Linked DNA regions of Mus musculus: regions 2 and 3 are each linked to region 1. A link is a contact called in public HiChIP or PLAC-seq and promoter capture Hi-C data. All regions are on one chromosome and are shown on one strand. Each heading gives the region's core, a stretch centred on a gene start, on an enhancer-like site or on the middle of the called end of the contact. The rest is flanking DNA. Distances are from core to core; before and after follow the strand shown.

Evidence for each region. Promoter capture Hi-C pulls out the DNA fragments that hold promoters and counts their contacts. HiChIP or PLAC-seq counts read pairs in DNA pulled down with a chosen protein or histone mark.
Region 2: an H3K27ac HiChIP or PLAC-seq map of embryonic stem cells shows a contact between it and region 1, with 4 times the contacts expected there. The contact joins the enhancer-like site here to the promoter of Cyp7b1 in region 1. A contact is called at or near these places in 4 of 39 promoter capture datasets (the 3T3-L1 cell line, embryonic stem cells, hippocampal neurons and 1 more), 6 of 484 Hi-C or Micro-C datasets (cerebellar granule neurons, cerebellum and embryonic stem cells), 9 of 115 datasets of contacts at active chromatin or transcription factors (all in embryonic stem cells) and 2 of 9 other capture datasets (embryonic stem cells and liver).
Region 3: a promoter capture Hi-C map of embryonic stem cells shows a contact between it and region 1, with 2.1 times the contacts expected there. The contact joins the enhancer-like site here to the promoter of Cyp7b1 in region 1. A contact is called at or near these places in 5 of 39 promoter capture datasets (embryonic stem cells, hippocampal neurons, liver and 1 more), 6 of 115 datasets of contacts at active chromatin or transcription factors (all in embryonic stem cells) and 2 of 9 other capture datasets (adipose tissue and liver).

Annotation. Positions count from the first base shown.
Region 1 is chr3:18,241,395-18,244,990 of GRCm38.p6, forward strand. It overlaps Cyp7b1 (cytochrome P450, family 7, subfamily b, polypeptide 1), which reads right to left and starts at 1,944. Exons shown (of 6, transcript NM_007825.4): 1 at 1,694-1,944. The coding sequence starts at 1,809.
Region 2 is chr3:18,694,089-18,697,684 of GRCm38.p6, forward strand. No RefSeq gene overlaps it. Among named protein-coding and RNA genes, the nearest start is that of Gm30789, 53 kb to the left of the region's middle. Within about 2 kb of position 1,538, at least 62 of the 459 cell types and tissues checked have an H3K27ac peak or open chromatin away from gene starts, as enhancers often do. A contact at or near this core is called in embryonic stem cells, where this site is marked.
Region 3 is chr3:18,521,262-18,524,857 of GRCm38.p6, forward strand. It overlaps the pseudogene Gm6369. Among named protein-coding and RNA genes, the nearest start is that of 4930433B08Rik, 43 kb to the left of the region's middle. Within about 2 kb of position 1,575, at least 6 of the 459 cell types and tissues checked have an H3K27ac peak or open chromatin away from gene starts, as enhancers often do. A contact at or near this core is called in embryonic stem cells, where this site is marked.

The sequences.
Region 1 (3,596 bases), core at 694-3,193:
TACAACTCCAATATCCACACTAATCCAAGTGTGTGTGTGTGTGTGTGTGTGTGTGTGTGTGTGTGTTATTCTCTATGTTCATTTTCAGTGGCACCTAAAGCATACTATAAAGTGAGAAAAGTAAGTTGTAGTAGAGTGTGTTTTCCTGTGATTTATATCTGTGTATTACCAGTCATTCAGGCATATAACATACATAAGGCATTGAGAATATTTTGTTCTAGTCATATTTTCCCATTTACATGTCACATCAGACAGGACTTTCCTACAGTGATAAATTGTCCAGGTACAGAAAACAGAAGCCATTAGTCACATGGGCCTCTCTCATTAGTCACATAGGCCTCTCTGAGCTAGAACATCCTCTTATCTTTCCATAGTGCATGACAGTGTATATCAGCTGCTATGGGATGCAGTTCCCTATAGACCTGTATTGGAGTCTTTCTGGTATGAAGGAATTGACAACTGATGGCATGAACATTTCAGCAAATACTATTTAGTGAACAGAAAAAAACTGGCTTATTCAAAGAGCTTCTTGTGGAAAGCCTACCTTGCCTTTCTACCTCCCCGAGACATTATCCTGAGTTTCACAATCTGACTTGATTACCCTCAATGGTCTAGAATGAACTAGTTAGGTCCATCGATTCCTGCCCTGCATGTAAATGGAGACTGAAACAAATCACCTTCCTGTCTGCAAATCTGGAAGTGCAACTTAACTGGCATGGGGAGAAGCTGGAGCCTGTGTAGAATCACATGAGCTGAAGTTAAAGATCCAATCCCCTCCTGTGCTGAAGACTGCAGAAGAGGGACAGGAAAGCTCTGGAAAGTTCTCTCAAAGCTCAATGTGAGAAAGTGGAAATGCTATTATCTTGAGTATTTTTCAGTTGACATTTCAGAAGTGTGCAGATATGTGTGTGCAGTACAATTGTGTCATTGTCCCTAAAACCAGAGAAGTTATGACGCTCACTGATCCAAGTAAATACTGACAGATATTTAAATTGTAATTACTATTTTCCGCAAATCAATCTGCTTGGTTTACAAAAAACATGAAAACAGTGTAGGAAAAAAATAAGACACTGGTGGGAAAAGAAAATAAATTTGAAGTGAACAATTTTAGTTGTATTTCTCTACATCCATATTTCAAGCAGGATACTTAAGCCCTTCTGAGTTTTGCTGTTGTTACTGTTGTCCTGAGAAAAATAACAGGGCGAAGACATAACTATTATCACCTTTGCTCCTCACGAAAACTTGTGATAGCAAATACTGTTGTTTCTATTTTTTCCTAGTAAGGAAAATCAGGTAAACTGAGGCACAGAGCAGCACCTATATCCTGCACCTGCATTTTCTTAAAACATTTCTCTTTGAGCTAAATGAAATTCAAGAAAATTTTCTTCCTGAAATAGAGGGAACTCTGAGCTGCAACATATCCATGGGCCCACGAAAAGGCCATACTTGATGCTTAATGCAAACCTGAATAGCTACAGCCTGCGTGGTGCAACTCCATTCGGGCCTCTCAACTGTAGCCCGTGTGTGAGTGTGTGGAGGGTGAAAGAAGTCTTTATTAGGACATCCACTGGCTGCAGCAGATGCCAGTGTCCTGCAGCAAGGTTTTCCTGCACCCGCCATCCCTGCCGGACTCGGGTGTCCACGAGGTCGCGTGGCCGCGATCCCACGCATGCGTGGCCAGCCAGGCGCTTACCTGGTGCGCCGGGTAAGGAGGAACAGGGCCGAGAGCAGTAAGGTGGCGGCAAAGAGAAGGCCTAGGAGGGCGAGAGGCCCTGGCGAGGCGGCATCTAGGGTCGTGGCTCCCTGCATCCCGACGAGCTGGCGGCTCTGTAGGGAGCGATGGCTTCTGCACAGTGCCCTCTCTTCTAGACCAGAGGCTGTGGCCTGCCCGCTGCACAGAGCAGAATGTCACAGCGGCCCCCAAAGCTGAACTACAAAGTTAGTGGAGTCCCCTCCCCCCCGCCTCCCCCTGACCCAAGCGTTCCGCCTCGCACCGCCTCCCGCTCCGCTCCGCTCCGGTGACAGGAACCCTGCCAAGGAAGAGGGAAAGGATTAGGATTTCCCCAGATGGAGCCACAGAAGCCTGGGGGTTGGGGGGCGGGGGGGTGTTTTTGAGTCAGTCAGCAGTGAGCTCGCAGAAGAGACCCTGCCTGACTCCCTGCTCTCCCCACCCACTAGCCTTAGAAAGTGGCCCTGTGGCACAGGTCATCCTAAACAGCTGGCAGATACTGCAGTTTGTGCTCCCCATCACCTTCACCACCAGTGTCCACTGTGCTTAGATTGAGGTTGAGGGCATAATATATGCAAAGGTTCACACCAGAGGCAGAAGGCAGGGTCTTAACTGCCGACGCACAGCACAGAAAGAAGCCACAGGTAACACCAAGCTATGACACCAAGTCCACGTCCGTAGTGTACAGCACACTGTACAGGCAGAGAAGGAAGACATTCGAAAAGTATCTTCTCATGGGAGCTGCGGTAATGACTCAGCAGATACACCTGAAACATGAGGACAGGCGCCCTGCCTTAATAGAGAAAGTGAAAGTGGCTGAGGAAGAGAGAGACCTGATGCTAACTTCACAGGAGAGCCCCCATCCTACACACACCTTTTTTCCTGATTACCCATATTCAAGTTGTCTTGTAGACTTAGTTGATAAATATTTACGCATCTAATTAAATCCTACTCCAAAACCTCTATCTTATGCACTGGACAGGATACAGTTCCCACCCTCACCTATCCCCGAACAGTTACTGCTAACAACTTCAAATCTGGTCTCTGTGCCACTTACCATTTCACACAGATCTGTTTTTACCCTGTCTCAGTCTCAGAAAGAAAGTGATGAATACTCCATGTGCAATGAGAAGTGTTAACACCAAAGGCTTGCGGAAGAGACCACTGACCTGCATAAAATAAAGCAAGCTGTTTTTATTTGTTTTCATGGGCTCCTTCCTCCTAAGGTTGGGATCCAAGAGGTCAGCATTGGACATATGGAAGACAAGGTTTTTATACCCAGTGGTAGGGGGTTTCTGAATGGGAGTTACTGAGCAGAATATAACAAGATGGTCATAGCAAGATAGCTTTTGAAAGAAAGGCATGACTGCCATTTTCTGGAAGAAGCAGTGCAGAGCCATTTGTAGTTAAGGTTGCAGGTTACACATAGCCCAATTCTTAGGAAATAGACATTGAATCATAAAGAAATAAACTCAGCTGGTCTTTACTATAAGATGGCATTCTTAAGTGTAAGCCATGGATGATATGTGGTTTGTTGGATCTGTAAAAAAACAAAAAAACAAAAAAAAAAAAAATAAGGGCTGGTGAGATGGCTCAGTGGGTAAGAGCACCCGACTGCTCTTCAGAAGGTCCAGAGTTCAAATCCCAGCAACCACATGGTGGCTCACAACCACCCATAATGAGATCTGATGCCCTCTTCTGGTGCGTCTGAAGACAGCTACAGTGTACTTACATATAATAAATAAATAAATCTTTAAAAAAAGCATTTAAAAAATAAAATAAAATGTCTTCTTTTCAAAGACTATGAGATGAAGTGAACAGATATTAGTAGTAGATAAAAGAAAAGAAACTAGTTGATATGTGATTG
Region 2 (3,596 bases), core at 288-2,787, 450 kb after region 1:
TAACATTTGGTATGAGGGTTAAGTACACCGAGAAAATTTGCCTTTTATATAAAGATATCTCAAATGAGTTGTGCTTAAGGCTTAAGTGTATATGTCCTTTCTTCTTTACCAGATGTAAAAATCTATGATATCACAAATAAGATGATATACTTTTACTTACAGAAAAAAAATCTTAATTTCCCATGTAATCACTGTGATTTAGCGTTTTATCTCATCATCTATAATTCCATCTGAAAGAACCCCGTATCGGGGAGACCCTCGCTCAAGTCCCAGAATGAGCCGATGCCCCAATAACTCGAGAGAAACCATTCTTGATGCAATATTGCATGAGGTTTATTCGGGAGTAGTCAGCATGCTGAGTTCAAGCTCATAACCCTCACAGGGATAGAGGAGATCGACCCCTAGCAGTCGCCGTTGGGAGTTTTTGAAGGAAAAGACCACAAAGAAAGGGGAGGATAAGACCACAAAGAATGGGGAAGCTGAGTAAATACCATAATTTGAGTTTCAGCTCATCTCTGGTGGAGGGGTTACAGGCTATCTTTGGCAAACATTCCTGGTCCCTTACCTGGTCCCTGGTGCCTGGGTGGGTCACCCAGTGGTTATCTGCTTCTCAGGCTGCCAGGTAAAAGAACAAAGAGCTTCATGCTGGCTTTGTTTCTGGGGGTCTGGGAGACATATTGAGTTGGGGTCTTACACATCCAACTCACCTCCAGAACTACTCCATTTAAGTTCCTTAAAATTTTAAGTTCCTTAAAATCCTTTGATATATAACCTCAAAAAGCAACTAAAACCATATGTATATGTGTACGTGTGTGTGTGTGTGTGTGTGTGTGTGTGTGTGTGTGTGTGTATGTGTATGTGTATGTGTCTATGTATATGTAAAACTGTATGTATATGTAACTATTCCAAACATATTAAAAGCCAGATTCTTTTGAGAAACCTATACCCTGGGAGTAGATGCCTGGATATATCTTACCTCATCCTCACCACCAGTGCCTCTTTATCTTTCTATTAAGCCCTGCGCCTAAATCTATAGTAAGCTTTCTTTGTAATAAATTCCAACTCTGCTTCATACTGGCTTGTGTTGAAATTCTTTTTCTGGAAAAATCTTTTCAGGCTATGCAGGCAACATCATAACACTCTTTCCAGCCCGCGTTGCGTGGCCACTAGCACTCTCACCCTGATTTCTAACATTTTGACTTGTGCTAGAAGAGAACAGATGTGTATAGCACATCTGGATTTCATAAGTGTTCCCCAGTACACTTGGCCCCCAGAAGTATTCTGAAGCTCTATTTGCTATGTCTGTGACCTTCAGCAAATCACTTGACATTTTTGTAGAAGAGTAAATTGGACCAGGTAACAGTGTTTGGATTGTAAAACACCTTGTCCATTTCTAGCTGCTACTGATTTCTTGAGTGAGCCTGAAAACACCAGGAGCCTGACTCTGAGGCCCCTTTTTTTCAGTGTTTGCAGGCTCTCTCATGAGCCTTCCATTAGCTCATTCTCCAACCCCTCCCAACTCCATAAATCTGCATACGAAAGGACCAGACAGCTGCAGCTCTCAACAGCTTTGGTTTTCATCACTGCCTCTGTCATCCTGCCTGCTGAAGCTGCTTTTTAAAGGGGCCAAGCCTCTTTTAAACAATTCCAAATATTTTTGAAGATACAAACCAGAATATAACAAGAGTACAAATAGATAAACTGAGCAGCTTTTCCACAGGTGGGTAAAGTAATGAGAGGACATCTCTGTGGGAGAAACTCTGTGATGTTGGCTGATTGTAGAAAGGGCTCAAAACAGCATGGAGGAGATTAGGAAGCTGAAAGTAGAACACTAGAAATTAGTGACATCATGAAAAGGTGCTGGATAAGGAAATGCATCACCTTCAGAGGACATCCTTGATGCAACACCCTCTACCAAGATCTATATCACTTCAAAACCCCACCAAGCAAAATCAAATCCCGGATGTTCTAAGGAAAGGCACAGGAACTCCATAAGCACCAATGGAAGAATACCAAGATGACTTCTGATCTTGTTAAACCAGCCAGACAGAGAAAAATATGCAGTCCCACATTCATGTCTCCCCAAACTCTACTACAATTCCAGACATTTTAAAAACAGGTCTAGAGAAAGAATTAGGATGATAGCTCAGTGGAACTGTCTTTGCCTAGCATATACAAGGCTCTGGCTTTAATTTCTAGCAACAGAGAAAGAAAGAAAGAAAGAAAGAAAGAAAGAAAGAAAGAAAGAAAGAAAGAAAGAAAGAAAGAAAGAAAGAAAGAAAGAGAGAAAGAAAGAAAGAAAGAAAGAGAGAGAGAGAGGTAAAGAAAGAATGGAAGGAAGAAAGGGAGGGAGGGAGGGAAGAAGGGAGGGGGGAGCACGGATAATAGAAAAGACAAGAAAATAGAAACAGTATCATATAGCAGTATGGTAATGAAAGACCCACAACGTGAGGACTCCCCCACGTTCTGACTCAGGAGAGGCGACACCCCAAAATCACCAACGAGAAAACGGTCTTGTTGCAAATTGCAAGAGGATTTTTATTCAAGAGCGCTCTCGGGCCCACGGTCATACACCACGCAGGGGTAGAGGACTGTGGCGCGCCGAGTAGCTGGGTAAGGGGGTATTTAAAGGAAGAAACCGAAACTCAAGGAAGTGGGGAGGGCTTTGTTGGAAGATACCAAAGATACCAGTTAAGAGTCACAAGGAAGTGTAAAGTTACAAGAGTCACAAGGAATACCTGGTAATTGTTAACTCTCAAGACAGCTTCTAAGAGCCCCTAACAATAGCACATTTGCATTGCAGGTTCTGGTAATGGCCAGGGTGACTTTCTTTGAATGAGCACTCTTTGAACCCAGGAAGCGGGTGGGTAGAGGAATGTCGCTATCTCTTTTATGATTAGCATACCTTTACAAAGGCCACATTCCCAAGCCTGGGCCTAAAGGCCTAGAATTCTGTTTTTACATTGTTATACTTTCAGTAACTTAACATGTCTTTATAATTCAAAATGTAAAACTCTCAAAGCAAACAAAAGTATTGTCTAGGACAGAACTTTAAATACCCTTCCATTCAATGTTTGTAACTTTACTTGCCCAACGTCTTTGAATATAATGACATTTCTCCTTTTCTATGTAAAATCAATACACCTTTCAATGTTGCACTATAAATTTCTGACCCCAAGATTGTCTGTTCCATTCAGAGTATCTGAGCTTCAGTTCAGTTCTTTGCGCATCATCTTGTTCTTCCCAAAAATCATTTTCCCAATAACACAGTGTGTGGGCTGAAGAGGAATTCCTTTCTTTTGGATTAAAAGGAGGTAGAAAGATGGAATTTTATTTAAAAACATTTTCTAGAGTGATTGTACTTGGAATTTGAGGCAAGGAGGGAGGGTGTCATCAGTCATTTAAATGTTTCATTTAAATGACAATAAGTACCCAACTCTTTAGATTCCAACTAGTGGCAAGACCACTATTTCTTGTCATGATTCTATTAGTATACATTCCATAAAATAGGCTCCAGGAGACAATAGGTTAGGGGTGGTGAATCCCCAATCTTTGAAATCTAGAAGACTGGTTTTCATGTGTGGACTCTTCTGTTA
Region 3 (3,596 bases), core at 325-2,824, 280 kb after region 1:
CCACGTGGTCTATAAAAATGGCCTGCCAGTAAGATATAATTGTGCAATAGTGGCTTAAATGTATGTGAGTAACCAACCACTTATTACTGGAATTATAGTATGCTTCATGAGATAGAACCTATCTCTGGCACTGATAAAGTAGCCAAGAACCTGAGACTAGAAAGGTTATGGTATAGGGGAGGCAGGGATGGGAAACAAACCTAATACTATTGTTTTAAAGAACTGAGAGAACATAGCAATAAAATTACTACTCATAGCCAGGCGTGGTGGCGCATGCCTTTAATCCCAGCACTTGGAAGGCAGAGGCAGGTGGATTTCTGAGTTCAAGGCCAGCCTGGTCTACAGAGTTCCAGGATAGCCAGTGCTACACAGAGAAACCCTGTCTCGAAAAACCAAAAAAAAAAGAAAAAAATTTACTACCCTTTTACATGTGTAGCCATAGATCAATGCCTTGTTCAGCCCTCAACAAAGAACCTTCTTGTAGTAATTGGGAACTATTTTGTCAAACCCTTCCCCTCATACATCAGGGAACTTATGCAGAGCAAGCAGAAAGATGGTAAGACCCAGAGGTGATGATTGACTCTAAGGAAAGTGTATCTTCCAAATACTGTAGGACTGATGCACATAAAAGTCACAGAGTCAGTGGCAGAATACACCAGACCTGGATAAGTCAAGCCAGATCAGCTCCCAGTGTGGAGACGGGGAAGGGAACAAATGTTTAAGACATAGTATGAAAAGTGTGGAGACGGGGAAGGGAACAAATGTTTAAGACATAGTATGAAAAGTGATCCCCAGGTAGAGCAGTCTCTGGATGGTCATTCCTTCAGTCTCTGCTCTATTTAACTCCTTCCATGTTACAGGAAATTTTCATAAGTGGCACACAAGTATCCTTTACTGTAAAAGAATAAAATTGACTTTTAAAATCTTTTATGTGAATTTGTGCACACATCCATCTATTCAAGTTTTAATTTTAATATATACTTAGGTTTCAAATAACAATGATAATACTAAACATTCTGAGGCCCTAAAGCATTAAACTATGTAAACAGAATTATTTAATCCTGTTTTTACCTAAACCTACTACAGTTGAGCCCATTATGTGCCCTGTGATGCCATTCACAAGACTTTTCTTGATGAACTACTTCATAGGGAGATGTATGTATATATGTATGTATGTATGTATGTATGTATGTATGTACTTACTTATTTAGGTCTATTCTACCAAACATCTGTTACAGAAAATATCTTTCTGAAGGCTGATCTTAGTGGGAAAAGGAAGAGTCACAGATGTCTCAATTATATTTATACTCTTTACTTCCAAACAACCACGGCATAAAGCTAGATTTGTTATCCATTCTCCATTCAACCCTTTAGGGGTTGAAGATTTACATTAGCCATTTCACCTCTGAGTCACCTTCCCCCTCTTTGATGTAATGCAACAGAATGAGGGCTCGCATTTAATTAAACAGGAATCTGGATCCAGCTGTGGGCCATGCAATCAGTCTTTGTGTGAGCAAAGGGGGTGGAATGCCTGGCCCATAGATCATTCTTGCATGGAAATCTGCTTTGACTACAAGCCATCCACAGGCCACTGAAAATGAATTCCCCTATATGAATGACTCCGGGTCTGCAGCTGCACCCCTGTCCCCAACTCACCTCAGGGAAAGAACCAAGATGGCTGAAAGGGCTTGATTTGTTATCTTCCTGTAAGTGTCTTTTAATCAAAGGACGTCTGCCCTGCCTGTTGATACACCAACGTTTCCTTGTTGGTTACTCGCAGCTCCATAGACGAGGCTTGCTGTTAGTGCTCTTTTTGCACATGCATCTTTCCAGATGGCATCATTCAGCTATTTGATACATTCCGCTCAGATTCTATAAAGACAGCTTTTTCAAATGCAGATTCTTCCTGCAATATGATGGTCTTTCAAAAGATATCTTTCTGGTCTTTCTGATTTGTAGGTGGGTTCACTCACAAAACTCATCTTCTTGAAGGGAAGGCTATGAAAGCCATTTGTTAGAGAGACAGGCCAGCTATAGTCAGTGAAGAGTCAAGATGTGTGTGTTTTGCTTAGACTGAGGAAAGTGGGAAGAGATTCATTAATTGGGGGCCATTTGCTAACAAGAAAGAGTAAATAAAGCCCTTGGGGCCTACCCAGAAAAAGGTGCTCAGGTTTGAGTCTAAAATGACTCCCAACTCTCCTGATTTGAATGCTTATTTCTCAGCTGGTGGTGTGCTTGGAAACTTTTAAGAGATCAGGCCTTGCTGGTATAAAGAAGGTTACAGAAGTAAACTTGTCAAGACGATATTCACCCCTTGTTCAGTCTAACGCTCCTTGTTCACTGATCTGTGGTAATACGATTCACCTCATTCATAGGCTGCTGTTACCAAAAGCTCCACAGGCCATTCCAGACTCTCTGGGCTAAGACCCCCTGAAACAATGAGCCAAAGTAAGGTTTCCACAAGTTCTTTCTGTCACATGACAGAAAGCTGACAAAACAAAGCTACATAGCTCACTTATTATATACAGCTAAGAAGAAGATGGAATGAATCTATAAATGTCCTGAATGGCAGAAACAGAGCGTTGTCTTGCCAGAAAGGATTGGGGCAGATAGGGATGCCATCTAAAGTAAGAACAAAGTTTCAAAATTTCTCTGCCATATTTCTCTATATAATTCAGCAAGCCAAGTAACAAATTCCTGTTAACATGGAATTTTTGCAACTTGAAGCACTGTAACTACAGATAAGCATACTCTCTACAATAATAAATAACTTGATTAAATGTCGATTTGCCTCAAATTCTTCTGATTGCTGAAACTCACCTGTAGAAGCTAATGGAAACCTCAAAGCTTGTGCTGCTATACCTGAGACTAGTGGGAAAAAGATCAGTTCCACAATTATCCTATTAAAGCAAGCTTTATTTAATACTGGCCAGGAAGTTGGACACTGGCCAGGTCCATGCCTAGGAATGCCAGAGAATGGCTTTGAGCTTTATAGGCACGTGCCTATAAAGGCAACATCTCACATTTAAATATTTTCTACCTTTATTCAGTGGGGAAAGAGGGACAAGCATCCATCCTGACATACTTCCTGCCTACACATCTCCTGCCTATATGTGATCAAACACATGCAGTTGGGGCAACCAATCTTAATTATTGAAGTACAAATGTGTGACTTGTTATCTCACAAGAATCACAGCCCCCAGCATTTCAGGAAGCTACTGGTCTTTGAATAAGTGACACTTACAGGTTAACTTTAGCCCTTGTATTGCTTAAATTTGAGGCAAAACTTCTCAAGAAGTATTGTCGTGGCTTCTCTCATTTGGAATGACACCCTTCCTCAAAGGTAATACAAAATCCCCACCTAGATTAGCATCCTGATCATTGAGACACACTAATTTACAACAGGGAGCTTTAACATGACAAAAAGGACCTGCCCTTCAAGGACCTAAGGAGGTCCAGGGTATTGGGTGTGGTTATTTGGTTCCTATTGGATCCTGACATGCAATGAGACATACTATCACTGTGGAACTTTGTCATATTTGACTGACTCTGGATTTTATTTCTTATGCTGACTATTTCATACTAACATAAAATCT